Linked DNA regions of Mus musculus: all the other regions are linked to region 1. The links are chromatin contacts, called in public promoter capture Hi-C maps. All regions are on one chromosome and are shown on one strand. Each heading gives the region's core, a stretch centred on a gene start, on an enhancer-like site or on the middle of the called end of the contact. The rest is flanking DNA. Distances are from core to core; before and after follow the strand shown.

Region 1 (5,248 bases), core at 1,733-4,232:
ATTCTCATGCTATACCCAAATACTCTGGGATAAAGGAGGTGTTTGGCAGGCTGACCTGAAAAACTCCCATTCCATCCACCTCTATCCTAAGCCCTTAGTTCCCTTGCTGCTACATGTATGCTATTGTGATTGCAGTGTGTATATTAAAAGGTTTTATATTAAAAGTTTTGGTTGTCTTAAGAATAAAAGCACTTCATCTAGATTGTTTTGCTTTTTTCTCTCCCCTCTCCTCCGTCCACCCACTCACACATAGCAGGCCTGGGATTCATTCTGTAGACCAGAGATCCACCTGCCTCTGCCTCTGCCTCCTCTGCCTCGAGTGATAGGATTAAAAGTGTACAATACCATACCTGCAAAAGGGTTGTTTTAATGTTGGTTTTTTTTGTTGTTGTTGTTGTTGTTGTTGTTGTTGTTGTTGTTGTTTTTCGAGACAGGGTTTCTCTGTGTAGCTCTGGCTGTCCTGGAACTCACTTTGTAGATCAGGCTGGCCTCGAACTCAGAAATCTGCCTGCCTCTGCCTCCCAAGTGCTGGGATTAAAGGCATGCGCCACCACTGCCCAGCTTAATGGTTATTTTGTTTTGTTTGGTTGTTTTTCTTTAGGGTTTATGGTGGTGGTGGTTTTGTTGTTTTGTTGTTTTTTTACGGGGGTGGGGGGAGAGGTTGGTTTGTTAGTTTGTTTTTTAGGTTTTTTTGTTGTTGTTGTTTTGTTTTTGTGTGTCTTTTTTGAAATAGAGTTTCTCTAGTTATCCTGGAACTTGATCTGAGACAAGGCTGGCTTCAAACTCAGAAATCTACCTGCCTCTGCCTCCCATGTGCTAGGATTAAGGGCATGCTCTACCTTGCCTGGATTAAAACTTTTTTTTTAATTTTATTTTATGTGTTTTGGGTATTTTGCCTGTATGGGCCGGCTGTGTACCACGACTGGTGTCTGCAGAGACCAGAAGAGGGCTTTGGAGCTTCTAGAAGTGGCTGTGAATCTCCATGTGGGGAGCTGGGAATTGAACCAATCCTCCAGAAAGCAGCCAGTGCTCTTAAGTCAGCTGGTGCCTGTAAAAAGTTTTGTAATATGCTGTTTTCTTTTTTGTCCTTCTGTGGCTGAACAGCTTTGTCACTTTCATATCATGAGTAACTTCTTGTCCTTACAGTGGCTGGACCTTCTCCCTTTGCTTGCTCCCCTAATTCCAGTCTCAACTAGTTGTACAGTTTGCACCACAACCTGGGGGTCAAAGCCTATTTTTCTTTGCCCATTTTTTTTTTTTAATTTTGGTTCTGTTTTGTCCAAGCTTAAGTATGCCAGCTGTTCAATAGATGGCGGCCAGTGATTTTTTTCTCACTCTGACCTTGACCCACAGGCATAGAGCAACATTGTGACCCAAGGACACACAGAGCCACAATTTAGATAATTTCACTTAGCTGTGGCAAAACTCCCCAAATCAGAGATGGAGTATTTGTCTGTTCAGCCAACTCGCATAATCCAGAGGAACCGTACTTTCTGGCAGGGTACTTTCCCCCTCGGGGACTGCAGCTGACCTAGTAGCAGGAGTACATATAGTTATTGGCTTAGAAGCTGGTTGTGCATTGTTGAGCAGTGAGTCTATAGGTATATGTACCTCAGAGTCAACTACCCTTTGGAGTCCAGGAGAGGTAGCTCATCGTCCACTCAGCACCGTCCACCCAGCACCGTCCACCCTGGCCACCCTCTATTACAGAGCTCTGGTGAGGGTAGGGATAATTTGTTTCCAAGAGTACATTTAGCAGTATCTGGAGATGTTTGTGTTGTCCCAGGCAGCAGACAGATGGAAGAGTACCAGCATCCAGAGTGTGAGGGTGGGGTTCTGATATCAACCTAGTGTGCAGGAGACCCTCCAGCAGAGTGCTCAGGCCCCTGGTGTCAGTGGCAAGGTGGGAAACTGACCACGTTCTGACAGTGCAGACTTGAAAGAACACCGAGTGAGGTTCTAGTTCAGTGGTACAATGCTTACTTCGCAGGGAGTATGCATCGTGTTCAATCCCCAGCATTGCATAAAAACAAAATTTAAAGATGAGCATCCAGAAGGAAGGAGAACGGCTCTCTTCCTGCCCAAAAGGGGCAGGTTATGTTGGTCATGTCTAGGCAATGGAGATTAGTTAAGAGCAAGGAACTAGCCTGACCGAGCCTCCATAAAATGGGAGTATGGCAGGCCCAACGTGCAAGGTACAAGAAGTAATGCACTTGGCTGGCGTCCGTAGTTACTACTTTTCAGGGGCCTAGGGTTGAGCCTTAGCAAAGAGTGTAGATACTCTGAGTCTCCTCCCAGCACGCCCTCAGTTCTGGGTCCAACATCCCCTTGCAGCTCCAGTTGTGTCGCGAGCAAACCAAAGCGGACCCCGAGCTAGTTGGGTCACGGCTGCCCAGTGTCGGGCCTCCTTATGAATGACACCGAACGGCGCCCGGCGACCCTTGACCCTCGGCGCCAGCCCGCCCCTCCCCCCCTGGCAGGTGGACAGCCGCTGCGCCGGCCCGCCGTGGCGTCAACCTCTGGCCCGTGGCCGCTGCCGCACTGGGCAGGGGCGGGAGACTGCAGCGCGCACATTGCCGCACGGGCGTCCGCCGGGCCGCCTCCCGCACCTCGCAGCGCCTGCCACCCAGCCACCCTCCAGCCGCCGCAGCCTCCGCCCCGCCCGCTGCCCGGGCCGCAGCCTGAGCCGCTGCCCCGCCCTCTCACCCCGGGACTGACACTAGCCGGGGCCGCCTGTCTCCGCCAATCGACGGCTTCGCAGGGGCAGCCCCAAGCCCTCTCGGGCTTCTCGGCCAATCACGTGCGTTCGCCCGCCCGACTGCGGCCTCACGAGCCCGTGAGTGGCGGAGAGTCTGCAACTCGCGTCACTCATCCAGGAGCCTATGGTGGCGCGGGAGGGTTCCGGAGGGCCAATGGACAGCGGCGTAGGGCTGTCAGTCAGGGAGGCCTGAACCAATGGGCGGTGGGCTGCGGGGGCGTCACGGACAGAGGACTTGGGCTGAGGCTCCCCCGCGGGCGGGCGCAGAGAGACGCGGGAAGCAGGGGCTGGGCGGGGGTCGTGGCGCCGCAGCCAGCGCAGCCAGCCCCAGGGGCCGCCGCCTCCGCTGCCCAGCGCGCTCCGGGGCCGCCGGCCACCTTAGCACCCGCCGCGTCGCAGCTCCGGGACTGGCCCCGGCCGCGACGCCGCCGCGATGGGCAACGCCGCCGCCGCCAAGAAGGGCAGCGAGCAGGAGAGCGGTGAGTGCCCGGCCGTCACCCTGATCTTCACTGCGTGCGGCCTGCCCGCGCAATGCCCATCACTGCATGGCCCCTCCCCCATATGCCCCCCCAATCTTGTCTGCCTGCACCCCTGCCTGCTGCCTGTTCACGTTGGGGTCGGATCACCGCAGAGATACTTTGCCCCCAGTAGGGCCTGGTGCCCATGGCCTACCATCCCCCACTGCAAAGGCCGTGCCCCCCCACCCAGCTGTCACTGCCAACCATTGCATGTATGACCGCCGGGGCCCCAGATGAGGCCCTGTCACCACACCAACCCCTCTTCTCCTAGTCCCTTTCTCCAGATTCTATACCCCCTCCCACTTCGTCACTTACCTTTCCCACACAGCGCCCCAATGCCTGACCCTGATCCAGGCTCCTGCCAGTTTCGGGAGTGCTGTGGGGTCCACGCTGCAGGGACCTTGGCCACTTGGTGACCACACCCCTCCCCCTCCAGCCCCCGCCATCTTTCTCCTACCCCTGCCCGATTCACCTCATCACAGCTCCCACCTCCAAGCCACCCCCACCCCCATGAGCATTTCCCGGGGCCACCTCCTGCATTGTTTTTCCCTTCTGTGTCACTTGGCATGGGGGACAAGATCTTTCTGGGTCCCTCTGCCCCTCTCATCCTGTCACTCCACCTCCTCCGTGCATTCGTCTGGCCCTGGCTGGGGTGGCAGACTGTTTATGAACCTAGAGAGCTGCTTCTGCGCTTCCTTATCCAAGTTGGAGCTGGTCTTGCTCAGAGCCATTACGTCTGTCCTTTTTCTTGGGTTGCGGGTGAGGTAAAGCGGCAGAGCACCCTCCTGGCCTACCCTGAGGTCTGGGTTCCTTAGAAGGCCCCTCAATAAATGGTCGTTTCACAACTGCGGTTCTGTCGTTCACCCAGCCCCTGGGGCTGGTTTGAAACTGCGGATGAAATGAATAGCAAAGGCTCATTCCACTGAATGGGGATGGTCAGAAGAATTGCGCGCATTGGGGTAACGCCATCCAGCAATAGGTGACAGCTAATGATTTGGTTTGCTTAAGACAGATGGATTCTGTGCATACCGAGGGCTCACCCAGAGGGAGGTATATCCACACACACATACACACACCCCCCCCCCAAAAAAAAAACCATGCTGAATTTTTCTAGCCAGGGAAAAAAAAGTGATTCTATATTTGAAATTACTTCAGAAAGGGCCTTGGGCCCTGTCCCCCAGTGCTTCATGTCTCAAAGTGGTGTCACTCCAAGCTAAAGCTGTACTGCAGCTGAGAACAGCTTCCAGTTACCCAAAAAGGAGGCTCTGATCAGCTGTGCCCTTCTCAGTGTCTGAGTCCCCCGAATGCCACTCAAGAAGCCCAAGAACTTTCTGCCCCTCCCCCCCCCCTTCAACCAGCAGAGCTCAGCCCAGCCTAGCAGCCTTAAGAGGCCTGGCATTTCACAGATGGGCGGGGGACAGAGGCAAGTGCTTGTAGTTGAGGGCTTGATGACAGAGGAGCAGGTGGGTAGTGCCCAAAAAGGTCTTGGGCTTGAGCTTGGAGGGCTCCGGGCAGAAGGAGAAGGGCCAGCCCCCTTGGCAGGTGAGGCCCACCAGGAGGTAGATGGTACGTGCAGTGGACTGAATACTGCAGTGGCCCCTCTGAAAGCTGAGCACAGTGCTAGGAAAGCTTTAAGCATATCAGACACACACAACAGGCACAGAGCCACAGAGGAGGGGAGAGCCCAAGGAAAAGATCAGAGTTTGAGAGTCAGTTGGACGGATGAACTCCGTGCATCCAGGAGGGCTTGGTTAAACGGTCTCCATAGACATACTTACTTTGATAATGTCTGTCCAGATGAGCCATCTGAGTTTGACACAGATGACAACACACAGGCAGAGTTCACATCCAGATCTGCTGACCAGCCCATCTCCTAGACCCCGTCATATCTCAACTCAGACATTCTTTGGTTTGCTTTGATTTTTAAAGACAGGATCTCACTATATAGCTCCTCTTGGCCTGAAACTTGAAA
Region 2 (5,294 bases), core at 1,164-3,663, 190 kb before region 1:
AACTGGAAAACCTAATGTAATTCATTCTTTCTCTCTCTCTCTCTCATGTTCATGTGTGTCTAGGTGTGTATGTGTGTCCGTGTGTATTGGTACCTGGAGCTTGGTGTGCTCATGGGGTAGCTCAGAGCTTTTCAACCCTCTGCACAAGCCACACCGCCTGGAGCCGGCTCTGATCTGCGGTCTGGCTCTTCAGTCATGAACGTGTCACTCTATCCCTCTGTTGGCCTTCTCCTCAGTACACTTACTGAATCCAGCAATTGTCTTGTCTTGTCTGGTCCCAGTTGCCCTCCTGAGCTCACCCTCATCCTCATGCCATCAGGAGCTCTGGCCGATTTAAATGCTCTCTTCCCTGTCTCTGACCCCAGACCAGGACAAGCACAGAGGCGCTCGGCAAATGTCTGTTGCATGAATACGCGGACAAATTCTGGCTGAGAAAGCGTCCTTTGCAGGAGAATTTCATAAACGTGAGCTGTTTCTAAAACTACTCCTGGGGATGGGGGAGGGTGCGCCCTGGGCGGGGAGGAGGTGGCTGTGACCCACTTTCGCAGGCGCCGCTCGCACCTCCACTTGGCGGCCCACAGGTGGCGCTCGCTCCCCGCGCTGCAGCAGCAGCCTTACCGGTCACTAGCGGTGTGTCCGGGTGTTTTTGCAGACAGAGGCCTGTAGACACCGCCTGGTTGGGAAGCTTTTTGATCATGTGTGAGGTAGAGATGAAGGTGCCCTCTCTACCTATTTCCTAGCAGTGCGCACACTAGCTAAGTAACCCCCAACTTATGCATGCAAGGACAAACTTACATAGGCCATGGCTGGCTCAGGGATGGAGGCAGGTGCGCATTCACAGTAGCGATGTGTATTGTAGAGAGAAACTGAGGCTCAGGCTAGTGACATGACTTGCTCAGGTTCATAAACCAGGTGAATGGGTGACCTAACATAAAAATACATTTTAGCCTAGTGACCTGAGTCCAAATCCCTGAAACCACGTGAAGGTGGGAGGAGAGAACAGATTCTACAAAGGTGTCTTCTAGCCTCTGCACATGCGCTATGGATCCCTCCACCAGTAATAAATTTAAAAAGGCAGACAGATCTCTGAGTTTGAGCTGGTCTACACAGGAAGTTTCAGGACAGGCAGGGCTATTTGGTGAGACCCCATTTCTAAATAAATAAATAAATAAATAAATAAATAACCGACCAACCATGTAGGCTGGAGTTGGAAGAGTGCTTTTCTAGCCTGCATGCTGCTCTGGGTTGGATCTCTAGCACTGACTAAAACCAGAAATGCTGTTCTCACCTGGCACTCACAAGGTGCAAGTAGAGGATCCTGCTTCATCGCGAATTCAAGTCCATCCCGGGCTACATGAAACCTGTCTCATAAAATAAAATAAAATAAAATAAAATAAAATAAAATAAAATAAAATAAAATAAAACAAAACATACAGCTGAGAGAGCTAGGGGTGTCGCCCAGTGGAAGAATACTTTCTGTGTATGCAGAATATGATCCTTGGTTCAATTTGTGCCCTTCCCCCTCAAAAAGCATTGGAAAACCCTGGCATGGGAGTGGTGCCCAGGCTATAAAATGCCTCTTCCAGGTGGGCGCGGGAGACACAACAGCCTTGAATGTTCCATCTCCCCAGCTCCCACCCCCTCTGGTTCAGCTGCTCTCTGAGGTTCCTGAGTCTCTGCCTCTTGATGTTGGCTCCTTGTTTGAAGGGGATCACTCTGCAGTTTGGAGGATGCTGGGTGGATCCCTGGTCATCGAAGCTGAACCCCTCTGTCTCATGGGCCCCTTGCCTGCTGCTGAACCATGGCTGCCCTGCTCCAAGCCCCACCCCAGGATTTTTCTTGCTTTCCCCAAGGTCAGAGTCCAGAGGGCCTTCCTGGAACCCCACCCCCACAATGTACAGGAGAGAAAATGAGGCACGAGGAGGCCTTAAGGGAAGAATAGCCAGGAAAAGAGAGAGAACGTCTACTGAGCAGACCCACATAGGACTTTGTAAACTGGTGTGTGCCTTTACCTAGTTCAAGGTCAGATTGGGATTCAAGAATGGGAGCCTAGTACCTGATTCAGCTAATAATCTCCGAAGGCTTTTGGAGAGAAACTTGAGAAGCCGCTGGGTCTCTACACCAAGTACCTGTTGTGGCTGGGTGCTGGGCCCGGTGCCCACCCACTAACCTCGCCAGAGATCTCTCCTCGTGGTGTGTTAATCCCTGAACTTCTGGCTTGGGGTTGGGTACACTCAAAGGTTTGGATGTCCAGATGAGGTTATGCCCAGAGTATCTACTCAGGGGTGCCCCTGCCCTTTGCTGTGGTCGTTCAGAAGCCCTCTTTGGGCACAGTGAGCCTGCTACTCTAGCCCAAGCGGGTGGCTGCAGCCGGCTGTGTGTATGTTTGGCATGCCTGTGTGTTTGTCTGCTGCGATGTGTTTACATCAGATTTTTCTGGCCCGAGTGTGTCTGTCTTTGTTTATCCTTCTGCTCTGTCTCCATGAATGCGGAGGAAACTTCTGTTTTCAATTGGAGGCCAGAGAAATATCTTAGTGCGACGTGTGCTCAGATGGATTGGAAGGGATTTCCCACTGGATTCTCTAAGGTTAGAGTAGGGGGAGGATTCTGCCGGAATCCAGGCCAGAGGGAGAAGCTGCCGGAACTGGTCCTTCTGTGTCAGGAAAGAAACTGAGGCACAGGGTGGCCTGAGAAAGGGTAGCCGGAAACAGGGGATGCCTACTATAAACTAGCCACATGTAGAGTGTTCTACTTGCATAAATGCTTCTTGAGCTGGGTGAAGTGGCACACAATGTCATTCTTGCCACTTAGAGGAGGTTTATTATCCAGGATTCTCCAGAGAAACAAAACTGATAGAATAAATCTATAGATATATAAAAGGAGCTTATTAGAGTGACTTACTGGCTGTGGTCTGGCCAGTACAACAATGGCTGACTCCCAACAGAAAGTTCAAGAATCCAATACTTGTCCCACCCGCAAGGCTGAATGCCTCAGATGATCTTCACTGTACAGCAGAATCGCAAAGAGTCGGCTCTAATGCCAGTGAAGGAATGAATTTACCAGAGATAGTGAGGACAGTCAAAGAACAAGAGCTTTTTCCATATCTTTTATATAGGCTGCCACCAGAGGGTGTGGCTCAAATTTAAGGTGGATCTAATCAAGAAAAACAAAGCCAGGTGTGGTGGCGCACACCTTTAATCCCAGCACTTGGGAGGCAGAGGCAGGCGGATTTCTGAGTTCGAGGCCAGCCTGGTCTACAGAGTGAGTTCCAGGACAGCCAGGGCTACACAGAGAAACCCTGTCTCGGGAAAAAAAAAAAACCCTCCCGGTGTCTCCAGCTGCTGGGACTTCCTAACGGAATCAGGTTGACAACTAAGATTGTCCATCCAAGGACAGTGAGCTGCAGGCTTGCCTGAGCCACAGAGTAAGAGCCCATCACAAAAACAAAACAAAACAAAAAACCAACAACAATTTATAAAGTGAATTTTACTTTATTTTGAGACCAAGTCCTACCTTGTAGCCTAGAATGGCCTAAGATTCGCCATGTAGCCCAATAAGGCTGCAACCTGTGGTCAATCTCCTTCCTCAACTTACCCTGTGCTTGATTACAGACCTGAGCCACCCTGCCTGCTTTCAAACAAAAACCAAAGAGGTTTAGGGGTTGGAGAGATAGCTCAGCGTTAAGAGTACTAGCTGGCTTTGCAGAGGACCCACGTTCCATTCCCAGCACCCACATGAAGGCTCACAGCTCTCTGCAAGTTCAGTTCAGCAGGATCTGCCAGTTTTTGGATTCCTTGGCCACCAGGTGTGTGTTCATACACACTAAATAAAAATATTTTAAAATTTTAATTTAATTTGAAAAGTTACGTGTGTGTGTGTGTGTGTGTGTGTGTGTGTGTGTGTGTGTGTGTGTGTATGTGTGTGTGTGTGTGTGTGTATCAGTGCAGGTGCCCAGAGATGCCAGGAGAGGGAATCTCATCTCCAGTAGCTAAAGTCACAGGACACAGGACATTGAGGGCCCATGGGTGCTGGAAATTGAACTTCTGTCTTCTGCAAGAGCAGTGTTAAGCTCTTCACCACTGAGCCCCTCTCCAGCCCCCAAATTTTTAAACAGTGCTACAAATGTAGCTGAGATGTAGCAGCTGCCTGGGGTCTTCCCAGCACCTGCAACATACAAGGAACTCTCTTGTTCCTATTTACAAAAGAGAAAAAGTGCTCAGGGTAGGGAGCCAGGTACCTTTGGGAGCTCAGTTCTCCAAGGCTCTTGTATTTCTTTGCTCTTTTCAAGTGATAACTGCATTTTTTTTTTTTTTTTTGAGATAGGGTCTCATGTAGCCCAGTCTAGCCTCAAACCAGCTAATAGCCATGACTGGTCTTGAACCCCTGATTCTTTTGCCTGTAGCCCAGACTCCAGACTGGTCTCAACTTCATGGCAACCCTCCTGTCTCAGCTTTACCAGTGCTAGGATTATGGACAGGTACCACCATAGCCAGTCTGACAGTACCTCTGAAGCTCCACGATTGACGGGCTTCTCTGTGCCTCAGTTTACCTTTATCATCCACGGGTCTCAGCAGAGGATCCTTGACAGGTGAAGAGTCTGTGTTTCTTGGCAGGGTGCCCAGTTTCTTGTATTTTCCTCCTGTGGATAATCTAGGCCCAAAAGGGCTGGTTGGATCTGGGAACAGATACATCAGTTAGCATTAATTAATACTCCCTGTAGGATCAGCAGTGTGCCAGTGACAGGTCCCCAAGCTCTGAAGGATCTTGAGGCTGGTGTGAGTCCCTTGTATGTGACATTCAGGGTCTGAGGTTCAAGCTAGAGTCAAAAAACAGGGTCCATGGTGATAGAACACCTCAGTGTAAGCTCTCAGAGCCACTCAAGCTCAGAAGCCTGGGTTCCTGATCTCCTCCTGGACATGTTCTCCCACCTGCTGAGAGATGTGATCTGGTGTCCCCCAAAAGGTCACCAATACTCCACACAGAATCAAACTCTTTGGTAAGTCTTCTTCATCTCTGCCTCAGTTTCCCCATCTGTAACACGAGGGTTATTTTTTTCTTTGCAGAGTCATTAGGAAAGATAAACAGTCATGGAAGTTTCGTGTCACGCAGTGACATAAGGAAAGCTGGCGACGGGAGCTAAGAGGCAAGCACTTGTCAGTTCCTGGCACTGGGATGTGAGACAGGTATTCTGCATAACCTTTCCCAGTCTGAAAAAGGGGGCTTCGCGTCTGGCTCAGCATCATGGGGTTGTTAGAAAGGGGCTGGAGAAACGGCTCAGAGGAAAGCACTGGCTG
Region 3 (5,514 bases), core at 339-2,838, 150 kb before region 1:
CTTTCTTTCTTTCTTTCTTTCTTTCTTTCTCTCTCTCTCTCTCTCTCTCTCTCTCTCTCTCTCCCTTCCTTCCTTTCTTTCTTCCTTCCTTCCTTCCTTTCTTCCTTTCTTCTTTTCTTTCTTTCTTTTTATTTTGTTTTTTCGAGACAAGGTTTCTCTGTGTAGCCCTGGCTGTCCTGGAACTCAACTTTGTAGACCAGGCTGGCCTCCACCTCAGAGATCCGCCTGCCTCTGCCTCCCAAGTGCTGGGATTAAAGGAGTGCGCCACCACTGCCTGACTGTGGGGTTTCTTTTGCTGTGATTAAAACATTTCCATTCCAGCACACAGAGGCAGGAGAATAGGAAGTTCAAGGCCATCCTTGGTTTTGTATGAGGTTTGAGGATAGTCAGGGCATCAGACACTGTCTCAAACAAATGAGAAGATAAAACCCACTTTCAATTTCTATCTTCAGTTTTCAACTGGTGTTATCTGGATATAATCTGATCATCAGTTGGAAACCAGGTATTAGTTATCTAGTTCTTGTCTTAGTCTGTTGGCTAGGCTGTCAAGTATCAGGAACCCCACCCACAAAATCTGCCTTAGCCTCTCTCACTGTTACAGGACATGCACAGAAGGAAGGGAAAGTGGAAAGGCCTTATATGGGCTCCTGGCTCATCTAAGGCCAGTCACACAGTTCTGTGTTCTGGGCCTGAGGTGGAGCAGACATGGACAGTGAGCCTCGGTGGCTGGAGGCCGTTTCCCTTATGGTGACCAGAGAAACAAAGGGGCAAAAGGCAAGCTATATATACTCCGCCAAGACAAACCCCAGCAGTCCTGTGCTGGTTTTTGTCAACTTGACACAAACCTTGGGGTCATTTGGGAAGAAACTTTAATTAAGGAATTGCCTCCATTAGGCTGTCCTATAGGCAAGACTGTGGGGCATTTTCTTAATTAATTATTGATGTGGGAGGGCCTGGCCCACTGTGGTGTTTTCCTTTTTAATTATTGATGTGGGAGGGCCTGGCCCACTGTGGGTGGTTGGTCTGGAACCCCAGGTTGGTCCTGGGTTGTATAAGAAATCACACTGCGGAAGTCTTGGGGAGCCAGCATCCCCAGGGAAGCCAGGAAGCCAGGAAGCATCCTCTCCCGGGAGCCTCTGCATCATGCCCTGCATCGAGTGTCTTCTCTGACGCTCTCAATGATGAGGTGCAAACCATGAGGTGCAAGATGAAGTAAACCCTCTCCTCCACAAGGCATCTTTGCTGCTGCTTTGTTTGTTTAGAGTTTTATCTTTATTTGGTAAGTATGGGTGTTTTGTCTGCATGTTTGTGTGTACCACTTGTCTGCCTGGTGTCCAAGGAGACCAGAGAGGACTCTTTGGAGCTGGAGTTACAGAGAGTTACGAGCTGTCTTATGGGTCCTGGAAATAGAACCTGCGTCATCTGGAAGAGCAGACAGTACTTGTAATGACTGCATCATCTCTCTAGCCCCTGTTTGGTTTTGAGAAGAGTGGCGGGGGTGGGGTGGGGTAGGGGTGGGGGTGGGGGTGGGGTGTTTCTCTATGTAGCTCTGGCCTGCAAATTGTTATGTAAACCAGGTTGATCTGAAACTTAACAAAGATCCACCTGCTTCTGACTCCTGAGTGCTGGGATTAAAGGTGAGCACCACTGTGTCCGGCTCCAAGTTGGTTTTGGTCTATGTTTTAGTATAGCAGCTGAGAACCTAACTAGAACAATCCCACTGCATCTGCCTAGAGTGCCATCCAGCATCCAACACCTACCAACAGTTCATCAAGTTATAGACTCACCAACATATTAATCCAGGGCTAAGGGCAGAGCCCTTGAGACCCACACATTTCCCAGCCTGGCTCTGAACAGCATGCTGGGGACAGAGTGAAGCCTCACGCCCCAGGAGGAGATAGTTAGATCAAATAGCAGCAGTGCCAGCTCCTGCACCCGGCTTCAGCTACTGTCATTAACACTGGCGACAAGGGGCCTAGGACAGGAGGCTGAGGTGGAGGAGCAGGCTAGCCTGGGCTACAGAGTTGAGACTCTGTCTCAGGTGAAATGGAAAAGAACTGAGAAGTAGAACCTCTAGCAAGAATCCCATCAGGGCTGGACAGATGGCTTAGTGGTAGAGCTCTTGCCTAGAATGCCCAGTAAGAGACTCGGGACTCAGAGGCAGCTCAGTGCCTGCTGGCAGTGTGGCTCAGTAGTAGAACCCCTGTCTAGACTCTCCCGACTGGGGGCATGGCTGGGAACATGGCTCAGCTAGAACTCCGGCCTAGAATCCCACAGTGAGGGGCCATACCATCCACCCAATCCTAGAGACTGCTCTGACCTCCAGTCACTTCCCTCTGGTGGCTGTGTTATGTGGCCTGTAGTGGATTCCTATTCAGAGAGCACTACAGTCCATCTCCAGCCCAAGCCTTTAGCCTTCTTTGTGTTCCCTTTCAGGTCAGGGAGTGCTCACCTGCAACTTTACATCCATCCCTCTCTTCCCAAGGTAGAGCATTTGGCATCCTGTGGGAGTGTCAGTGTTGGCTCAGAGAAGTACTTCACACTGTTTCTCCAATTGGTTTAGAAATGTGTCTGTCTATCATCTATCTACCTATCTACCTACCTATCTATCATCCATCCATCCATCCATCATCTTCTGGGAATGGACCTGAAAATCCCACAGACTCTTCACTCACTCTGACAATGAGCCACGCCCTCATCCCTCCGCATCTTGCCATCCTTACTGTCTGTCATGCCAGAGTTCAGCCGAGAGGCTGCACAGCTCTGCAGTTAAACTTGATGGGGTGGGTTCAAATCCCACCCTCACTACACACTCCCCATGTGTTTTGGGATAAATTATTCAACCTCTCTGTGCCTCCATCTCTCCATCTAACAGATGAGAACAGTGGTATTTATTGCAAACGTTGGTTGTGATAGCCAATGCTGCAGCCCCACCCCTGAGTGGCCGCTAGTGTCCATACTGCACAATGCACCAGCAGCAGGTCTCACCGCCGCTCTCCAGATTCCTTCCACTCCGTTTGTTCTCGCTGGGTCCCCAGGCATAGCAGCAGCTGGCTCTGCCAGCGCTGTCCCCAGCTGCCCACTCCCAGTGGCCCCTTTCTTCCCTTTCTTTCCTTCGCTCCTGCATCTTGGTCATGCCTGGATTCCTACGCCATCTCCGCCTCTCTCCTTTGCACCTCCACCTTGGGGTGACCAGATCCCTTGCCTCTTGGGACAGCTTTCTAGCACTTTTCCCCCTTTTAAGAGATCGACTGCAATTTCTATAATAACATCACATTAGCCAGAAATTAATGTCCTCATTAAGACAGCAATTAGGCACATTAGCGTGGCAATAAAGGAGAAGCTTATGAAATAATTGCTGGTTCCAAAATGCCTTTAATTTAGTATTTTATACTGTGCTGTGTTATTAATTTTTTCCCTTGGCAGAAGATAATAAGAGAAATGTCTGAATTTGAACATTCATTCGAAGGAAAGTGGTGCCAGCCCCTTTAAATGGTTGACGTCTGTTTTTCCATACCCCTTGTCCTGGCCATGGAGGGCAGGCAAGGAAGGTGGACAGTGAACTAGGGGACACAGGCCATGGGTCCATCTCATCTGAGGAGCATTTTCCCTGAGCAGTGTCTGCTTGTTTGTTTCTTCTGGGCTACATCTCCTGAGTTCAAATGTGTTCAGCAATATTTGGGGAACCCAACAGCTCTGCCCACGTGTAGGGTTTCCCACTGTGGGAAATGTTGACCGAATGATCTGTCTAGTCTATCAGACGGTTAAGTAAGACAAAACTCCATTTTACAGAAACTGCAAGAGTGGAAGAAACTTCTCAGAGGTTAAGGAGCAGTGGCTGTTCTTCCAGAGGACCCAGGTTCAATACCCAGCTCCCATGTGGTGGCTCACAGTGGCTGGTAACCCAGTGCCAGGGAGATCCAATGACTTCTCCTGGCCTCCAAGACACCAGGCACGTGTGAGGTACACATATATACATGTCAGACATACACATAAAGTAAACAAACAATTTTTGTTATTGTCTTTTTTTTGTTAGTCACTGAGCCAGCATGCTGAGCAAGTCTGCCAAGCTGAGTTCGATTCCCGGAACCAGAGTTCAAATCTTGAAAGCCAGGGAAAGATGGAAGGGGAGAACCAGTTCTACAGCCTTTCACTTTGACCTGCACACACACACACACACACACACACACACACACACACACAGACACACAGACACACACACACACAGAGACACACAGACACACAGACACACACACACACACACACACACACACAGAGACACACAGACACACAGACACACACACACACACACACACACAGAGACACACAGACACACAGACACACACACACACACACACACACAGACACACAGACACACAGACACACACACACACACACACACACACACACTGTGCTGGATATCTTTATGTCAATGTGAAACAGGCTCCAGTCATCCAAGAGGAGGGAACCTCAACTGAGAAAATGCCTCCATAAGACTGGGCTGCAGTCAAGCCTGTAGGACATTTTCTTAATTAGTGACTTACTTATGTGAGAGGGCCCATCCTCCAGCAAGAACAAGACCACTACCACAGTTTTGAGCCAAATTCGCTTTATTAAATGCTGACCAGGAAGATGGTCACTGGCCAGGCATACTCAGGATTCCCAGAGAATGTTCTAGAATTTCTTTAGTCAGGTGCTTATAAAGTCGAAGTCCACAAGGCTACGTACTTCCTGTCTTTGTCCAGTTGGGGACCAGGGCACCTCCCGTCCTCTTGCCTGTGTGTGATCGAGCACACCCCGAGCAGTTGGGGCAGCCAACCTTGCTTATAGACGTGAAACCATGTGGTTTCTTATCTTACATGAACAGTTCCAGTCTGTGGACAAGAGGGGTTTATAGGTTTGAGGTGTTTTTTGTTTTATAGATCTCTTAAACACACTAATTTAAACTTAAAACGTAATTTTGGCCATCACACACCCCTGGGCTCTGGAAGAAAGTAGGCTGAGCAAGCCATGGGGAGCAAGCCAGTAAGCAGCACCCCTCCATGACCTCTGCATCAGCTCCTGCCTTCAGGTTCCTGCCCTGCTTGAGTTCCTGTCCTGACTTCTTCTGATAATGAACAGTGATGTGGCATTGTAAGCCTGAAAAACTCTTTCTTCTTCAACTTGTTTCACCATATCAATAGAAACCCTAACTAAAACATGGCCCCTCACTAGGTCATGACACACACACAAATAGAGAAAAATTGTAAAAAACCTGCCTAACACTTCTGCTCTGATTCTATTGGCCAAAGTGGGCCAGAAAACCCAGCCATAGTCAAAGGTTCCTGGGACGTGGAGTCCTGTGGTGGGAGAGCCCAGCCACACTGCTGGACAACCCCAAGTTTAGCATCCTTTGCCAGTCTAAAGATTCTGATGAACCTCTGACCTTGGGAAGGTTCTAGGCTCTGACCTTGGGAAGGTTCTAGGCTCAGATCCCTTCTTCTAAATGTCTCCCCAACCGAAGAACCTCAAGAA
Region 4 (5,479 bases), core at 87-2,586, 200 kb after region 1:
AACTGGCTTCTTCCCTGCTGGCTGGGAGCTGGGCCTTGAGGCCCATGGCAGTTACCTTCCTGAGGCTCTGGAATCCCTTGTCCTGGTCTGATGCTTCTGCTAGAATTCTGATGAATCCTTGCCCTATCTCTGTGTCCTATGTCCCATGCCCCCTGCACTCCTCCACCCCCATTTGTGTGTGTGGAGGTCAGAGGACAACCTGAAGTCAAAGTTGGGTCTTCAGGGTTAGAGGCAGACTGTTTACTCACTGAGTCAGCCTGCTAGCAACCCAAACTTATTTTTTATGGTACTGACAGAGAAGCAAATTCTTGGTCTCGTAAACGCTATACACTAACTACAAACTTCCAAAAGTTAGATCCAATGATTTCTAACCACCCTACAGCACAGACCCATACCCAGTCACACTTCTCACCCCTCACCCCCCAAACTGAAGGAATTATGACTGCTAGAAGTCCCCGTCTCTGGGACCCCTCATCTGAACCAAGTGTCCCCTACTTAGCACTGTCTTAACAGCCACTCCTGCCTACCTTCTTCACTGCAGACCCCGCACCCAGTGGCAAACAGACATGAAATGTCACTTGGCAAATGAATAAATGATTTCCAGGTTCAGAAAGGATTATAAGCTTCCCTTTGTAAGTTTCACAACTCCTGACCCCCCAGGTAGAATCAGAGATCACCACATACCCCACAATATCTCTACTACCCTGTGCAATAAAGGAACTAAATATACCCTGCTTCATGCTCTCAGCTATACACTGTGGATTCCTTAGTTTCTAAGATACTGGCATCAAATACATTTAAACACCCCAAAAAACTGAAAGCCTTCTCCACCCAACCCCTAAACCACCTGCATAGACACCTGCTGCTGCTTCTCCTCCAAGGCGGTGGCCAGCATCCTGTGTCTTTGCCTTGTCAGGCCGGGTCAGCTTTTTGCCTGCAGAATTCCGGGTGGTGTAGCAGTAGACAGAAGTGTAGCCCTGGCTGGTGAGTGGGCAAAAGCGTCGAGTGTGGGCATGCTCCTGAGTGGCCCCACACTGGGGACACACATAATCCCGCAAAATGGGACACAGCACCCGCCCTGCCTCATCCTTCAGGACATGGGACTGATAGATGGCACGGGACTCGCCATTGTGTTTGCAGAATGAACATAAGCGTTCAGGAGCTGCAGAGGATTCCTTGCTGGCTTGCTGGCTTTCTGAACTTGGCTTGGGCTCTGGTTTGGGATCCAGCCTTACATCAAGCTCCTCTTCCTTATGCAGAGCCCCAACCAGTCTTGCCAGACCTAGGTAATCTGTCCAAAGATTGAAAGTCCCCATGGCTGGGCAGAGGAGCAGAGAAGAAACCCAACCTGGCTCCAACTTCCTTACTACCCTGAAGCTCAGGCTTCTTTGGCTACTTTCCTTTTACTTAGAGGGGGTGTAAAAGGGTGGAGCAGGCAGGCTGGGGGGGTCCCTCATTGTCACTGGGGGGCTTCCTATACACCTGCGCAGGGGGTATATGGTGTTTGTGTGGGCTGAAAGTAGCCAGATGCAGACTGAAGCTACTGACCGCCCTAGGCTTCCCCCGGGTCTCCTCCCCCTTCCTGTGGGAGGTTAACCCCTGTGAGGAGGGAGTTGGATGGCTAAGAATTCTGCCCCAGGGTTTAACACTAACAGATTTACTAATTTTTTTCTTCTCTCTCCCCTAAGGCAGGGGGTGGGAGGTGGGGGGTATCATGTGGCCTTGAGTTTCTTTCTCTCTTTCTTTCTTTCTTTCTTTCTTTCTTTCTTTCTTTCTTTCTTTCTTTCTTTCTTTCTTTCTTTCTTTCTTTCTTTCTTTCTCTCTTTCTTCCTGTATTTTTGGGGTTTTTTTGTTTTGTTTTTTTGAGACAGGGTTTCTCTGTGTAGCCCTGGCTGTCCTGGAACTCACTCTGTAGACCAGGCTGGCCTTGAACTCAGAAATTCGCCTGCCTCTGCCTCCCAAGTACTGGGATTAAAGGCGTGCAAGAAACAAGAAACAAGAGTTTCTTGTTAGGTGGGGTAATGCAGAAATCCCAATTCCTAGGAAGGAGGCCTGAGTGTGGAAGTGGGGCTGGGGGTAGGAAAATGACAACTGGGTCTCAAAGCTCTGGTTTCACTAACAGACTTTCATGTCCTGGAGAACTTAGTCTTGAGGTGTGAATTAAAGTAAAGAAAGAAGAAAAGAGAAAAAGAGTGTAAGTACGATAGAGAAGAAGAGAGAAGAAAACAGAAGAGAAGAAGAAAACAAAATGTCTGAATTATATAGGGAAGAGCCTCTGGGGGGGCGGGGGAGGGCAGTCCAGCTCCTGGGCTAGAAAGTTCAAGGTTGGGGGCAGAGTATGCCAGGTAGGGACTGAGGAATGCTGGGAGAACCTGGAGGCCAGGTCTGCTTTGATGTGTAAAATACGCACCTCAGTCCTGCAGTCTAAACCAAACAAAGAATGCTCCTAGTGGGTAGAGAAGTGGTTTGTTTTTGTAGATAAAAGGGACAATTACAGGCAGGGGCAGGGGCAAGGACACCTAGGAGTCTCCAGAGTGGACATGACCAGCAGACTAAGCCAGGCATGAAGGAAAGGGGAACAAGAAAAAGAAGACAAGCCGGGCGTGGTGGCGTACCCCTTTAATCCCAGCACTCGGGAGGCTGAGGCAGGCGGATTTCTGAGTTCGAGGCCAGCCTGGTCTACAAAGTGAGTTCCAGGACAGCCAGGGCTACACAGAAAAACCCTGCCTTAAAAAACCAAAAAAAGAAAAGAAAAAGAAGACAAAAGAAAAAAGGAGCATCTAACCAAAAAGGTTGGCCTATATATGAACCAGAGAAGCTGCAGGAAGGGAAAGCCCAGCCTAGTTCCTTGGCTAGAGAAGTTCAGGGTAAAGGACAAGATATGTCAACAAGGAGGACCCTGTTAAAGGAACTGAGGGATGCTGCGAGAACATGGCAGCCTGCGGCTTCAACTTTGATAAAGGAATAGGCACCTCAGCCATTTGTCCTGGGTTTAAGACCTTACCAAGTTGAGTTCCCAACTCTTCCCCCTCCAGTTAGCTAAGCAGCCTCAAGGTTACCCCAACCTAGGAATGCAGCAGGAGGGGAAAGAGCCTTCAAGCACAGGAAGACAAACTGCACTGGCATACCCCAGCAGGTGCCAGCCCCCTTATCTGACACCTGTCAAAGGAGCCTGCAGCCTGAGCTCAAAAAGAAACAGGAGTCACCACTGCTAGGACAGACTTCATTCCCGCTCATCCATCCACCTGCCCATGTATCTGTCACATGTTCATCTACCAGTTTGCCCACTGCAGAGCATCACTGAGCAAACATCATCCCCCCAGAGTCTCCCAATTTAGGATCTCCCCAACACCTAACCCTCCAGGGTTTATTTCCCAATTCCAATCAGCCCATCAAGATCCCAGACACCAGTCCCATTTCCCCAAGGGGAGTAAGTGACAAGCAAAATCTGAAGGGTTCTATCCTCTTTCCCATCCCTGATGGTGTTGTTTGGCCCAGCCACAGTGACATTCATCCCCCGGTGGGTCTGGCTGCCTCCTCACAACCCACCGACAACAATGAATGTTAATTGTGACCTTTGCTGTGGCCTGAGGCAGGGGATGCTGCCTGGGGCTCTCCCGGGTCTACAGGGTGGGGATGGGGTAGACGGGTGGCAGTTCCAGGCCTCGGGGTCCACTCAACGGTCGATGGTTTGTCTGAGCTGCCCAAACTCACCGACAGGTTGAATGTTCCCCCAAACCCTTGGCAAGTTCTTGGATAACTGGAGTTGGGAGAGTAGGCCAGCAAGGCAGAGAGCATGTGGGACGAGAGAGAAACCAGGGTCCCCTTTGACTCACAAAATCAGCCATCAGTTATTCTTTTTTGGAGACTCAGAAGAAGCAGCACAAATACAAACCATAATGTAAAAAACGCAGCCCCTGCAACAGAGATGATAATGTGCCTGTCTCAATTCATGTGCTATATATATTCAAGGGATGCATTCACAACTGATATCTCAGCACTCTGGAGTCTGAGGGTTGGGATGGCCTTAGTAAGGTTACAGGCTAACCTGACCTAAAGAGTGAATTCCTGATGAGGGCTAAGTACTGTGATAAATAAAATCCTCCAAAGCATTTCTGAGAGATACAAATTCCCCTCACTGGTCAGTTGGAAAGACTGAGGCCAAAATACAAAGTGGGGATTTTCTAGCCACCATTCTGGGAACTCGGGTAGGTCATCAGGTTCTGGTCTGGGCCTGGGCTAGGCATAGGGCAACTGAGCCGTAAACAAGTTACTTTTATACAATGTAACAGGGCTTCTCCAGCAAACTTGAGATAAATAAGGCTTTCAATATATTGTAAACTTTTCCACCTTCCCATGGTCACTAAACTTAGTTTGACGGTTTCTGAGACCACCACTGCCCTACCCAGTAGAGCAGTGAGCTGTGAAAGAAGGCTATACACAGACACACCCCACCCCCACCCAAAGGCTTCTAAATGGTCGGGAGGGGGAGTGCGGGGGGGGGGGGGGAGGCTTCCCTTTTGCTTTAACTGAGCTCAGAACACCTCAGAGAGGGAGAGGTGACCCTCAAGGATCTCCTGAAGTCACACAAGACAGATCAAGAACACTAAATGTAGTAGTATGCTTGTGTGAAACTCCTGCAGGGTTAGCACCGGCCTGTGCAGTACCAGGCCACCACTGCAGACTTGCCCTCCAATTCAGGCCTTTGACAGGGTTCCCTATGGCCCTCCTACAAACCATCCCTTTTAGATCTAACGCCAAACTCAATCACCTGAGAGCTTAGGTCCTACCCCCTGCCTAGCACCTCAGTGTGGTTCCAGGGCACCCCTAGAAGTTCCCTAGAAGTTCAGCTCCTTTTAAGGGCCACCCCTACCTACAGACCCAAACCTGGCCCCTGGCTCCAGCAAGACTTAGGAAGCACTATCTCCCGGTAGAGCCCTAACCCTGCTTCCTCAGCCCAGGGCCCGGTAACTGGTCACATTCCCAGCCCCAGGGGCCCTCTCTTTCTGGCCATGGATTAAGAGGTCCTGCATGGGAAAGGCAGGTCTCCTGCTTTGGTAGCTCTCAGCCCTGAGGAAATAAAGGTCTAGACTGGTCAGATGAAGATGAGCTGGTCACAGGCGCTTTGCACAGACCACCACTGTGCCCCTGGGGAAGGGCCTGCTGCCAGTTCAGAACAGTTTTAGGGGGTTCCTGAAAGCTAAAATGGAGGATTATGAGGCACACGGGACACTCTGGGCAATGCGGGCCATCTTGCAGACACCCCTCTTTTATTCTGTAAGTCCACTTTGCTTACTTCCCCTGCAGAACTCTGATTTTTGTCCTTTACATAATGGGAGGTGTATGTTAGGGGTATTCACGGCAGGACAGCCTGCCTGTGGGAGTTTGGCGGGGGGCGTGGCATGGCGGAGGCGCCAGGCCCCACCCCCTCCTGTCTCTTTGTCTGCAGGCGTGGTGCGGGCTTCCCGCCCTCAGTGTC

The links. Promoter capture Hi-C pulls out the DNA fragments that hold promoters and counts their contacts. Capture Hi-C pulls out chosen DNA fragments and counts their contacts.
Region 2: a promoter capture Hi-C map of stem cell-derived epiblast-like cells shows a contact between it and region 1, with 3 times the contacts expected there. The contact joins the enhancer-like site here to the promoter of Prkaca in region 1. A contact is called at or near these places in 18 of 39 promoter capture datasets (the 3T3-L1 cell line, 3T3-L1-derived adipocytes, the C10 cell line and 14 more), 7 of 484 Hi-C or Micro-C datasets (CD4 T cells, the HL-1 cell line, bone marrow-derived macrophages and 3 more), 14 of 115 datasets of contacts at active chromatin or transcription factors (astrocytes, craniofacial prominence, embryonic basal ganglia and 9 more) and 2 of 9 other capture datasets (liver and pancreatic islet).
Region 3: a promoter capture Hi-C map of embryonic stem cells shows a contact between it and region 1. The contact joins the enhancer-like site here to the promoter of Prkaca in region 1. A contact is called at or near these places in 11 of 39 promoter capture datasets (the 3T3-L1 cell line, the C10 cell line, the HPC-7 cell line and 7 more), 2 of 115 datasets of contacts at active chromatin or transcription factors (both in embryonic stem cells) and 3 of 9 other capture datasets (adipose tissue, liver and pancreatic islet).
Region 4: a contact with region 1 is called in a promoter capture Hi-C map of adipose tissue. The contact joins the promoter of Nanos3 here to the promoter of Prkaca in region 1. A contact is called at or near these places in 12 of 39 promoter capture datasets (the C10 cell line, the HPC-7 cell line, HPC-7-derived erythroid cells and 8 more), 3 of 484 Hi-C or Micro-C datasets (the G1E-ER4 cell line, double positive thymocytes and embryonic stem cells), 7 of 115 datasets of contacts at active chromatin or transcription factors (the SCID.adh cell line, T-cell acute lymphoblastic leukemia, bone marrow-derived macrophages and 3 more) and 2 of 9 other capture datasets (adipose tissue and liver).

The regions. Positions count from the first base shown.
Region 1 is chr8:83,969,996-83,975,243 of GRCm38.p6, forward strand. Prkaca (protein kinase, cAMP dependent, catalytic, alpha) reads left to right here and starts at 2,983. Exons shown (of 10, transcript NM_008854.5): 1 at 2,983-3,237. The coding sequence starts at 3,192. Asf1b (anti-silencing function 1B histone chaperone) reads left to right here. Exons shown (of 4, transcript NM_024184.2): 4 at 1-200.
Region 2 is chr8:83,782,793-83,788,086 of GRCm38.p6, forward strand. No RefSeq gene overlaps it. Among named protein-coding and RNA genes, the nearest start is that of Gm51542, 15 kb to the left of the region's middle. Within about 2 kb of position 2,414, at least 9 of the 459 cell types and tissues checked have an H3K27ac peak or open chromatin away from gene starts, as enhancers often do.
Region 3 is chr8:83,817,728-83,823,241 of GRCm38.p6, forward strand. No RefSeq gene overlaps it. Among named protein-coding and RNA genes, the nearest start is that of Gm51542, 50 kb to the left of the region's middle. Within about 2 kb of position 1,589, at least 8 of the 459 cell types and tissues checked have an H3K27ac peak or open chromatin away from gene starts, as enhancers often do. A contact at or near this core is called in embryonic stem cells, where this site is marked.
Region 4 is chr8:84,175,216-84,180,694 of GRCm38.p6, forward strand. Nanos3 (nanos C2HC-type zinc finger 3) reads right to left here and starts at 1,337. Exons shown (of 2, transcript NM_001357361.1): 1 at 860-1,337. The coding sequence starts at 1,316. Mir181d (microRNA 181d) reads right to left here and starts at 3,572; the gene lies at 3,501-3,572. It overlaps Mir181c (microRNA 181c), which reads right to left and starts at 3,746; the gene lies at 3,658-3,746.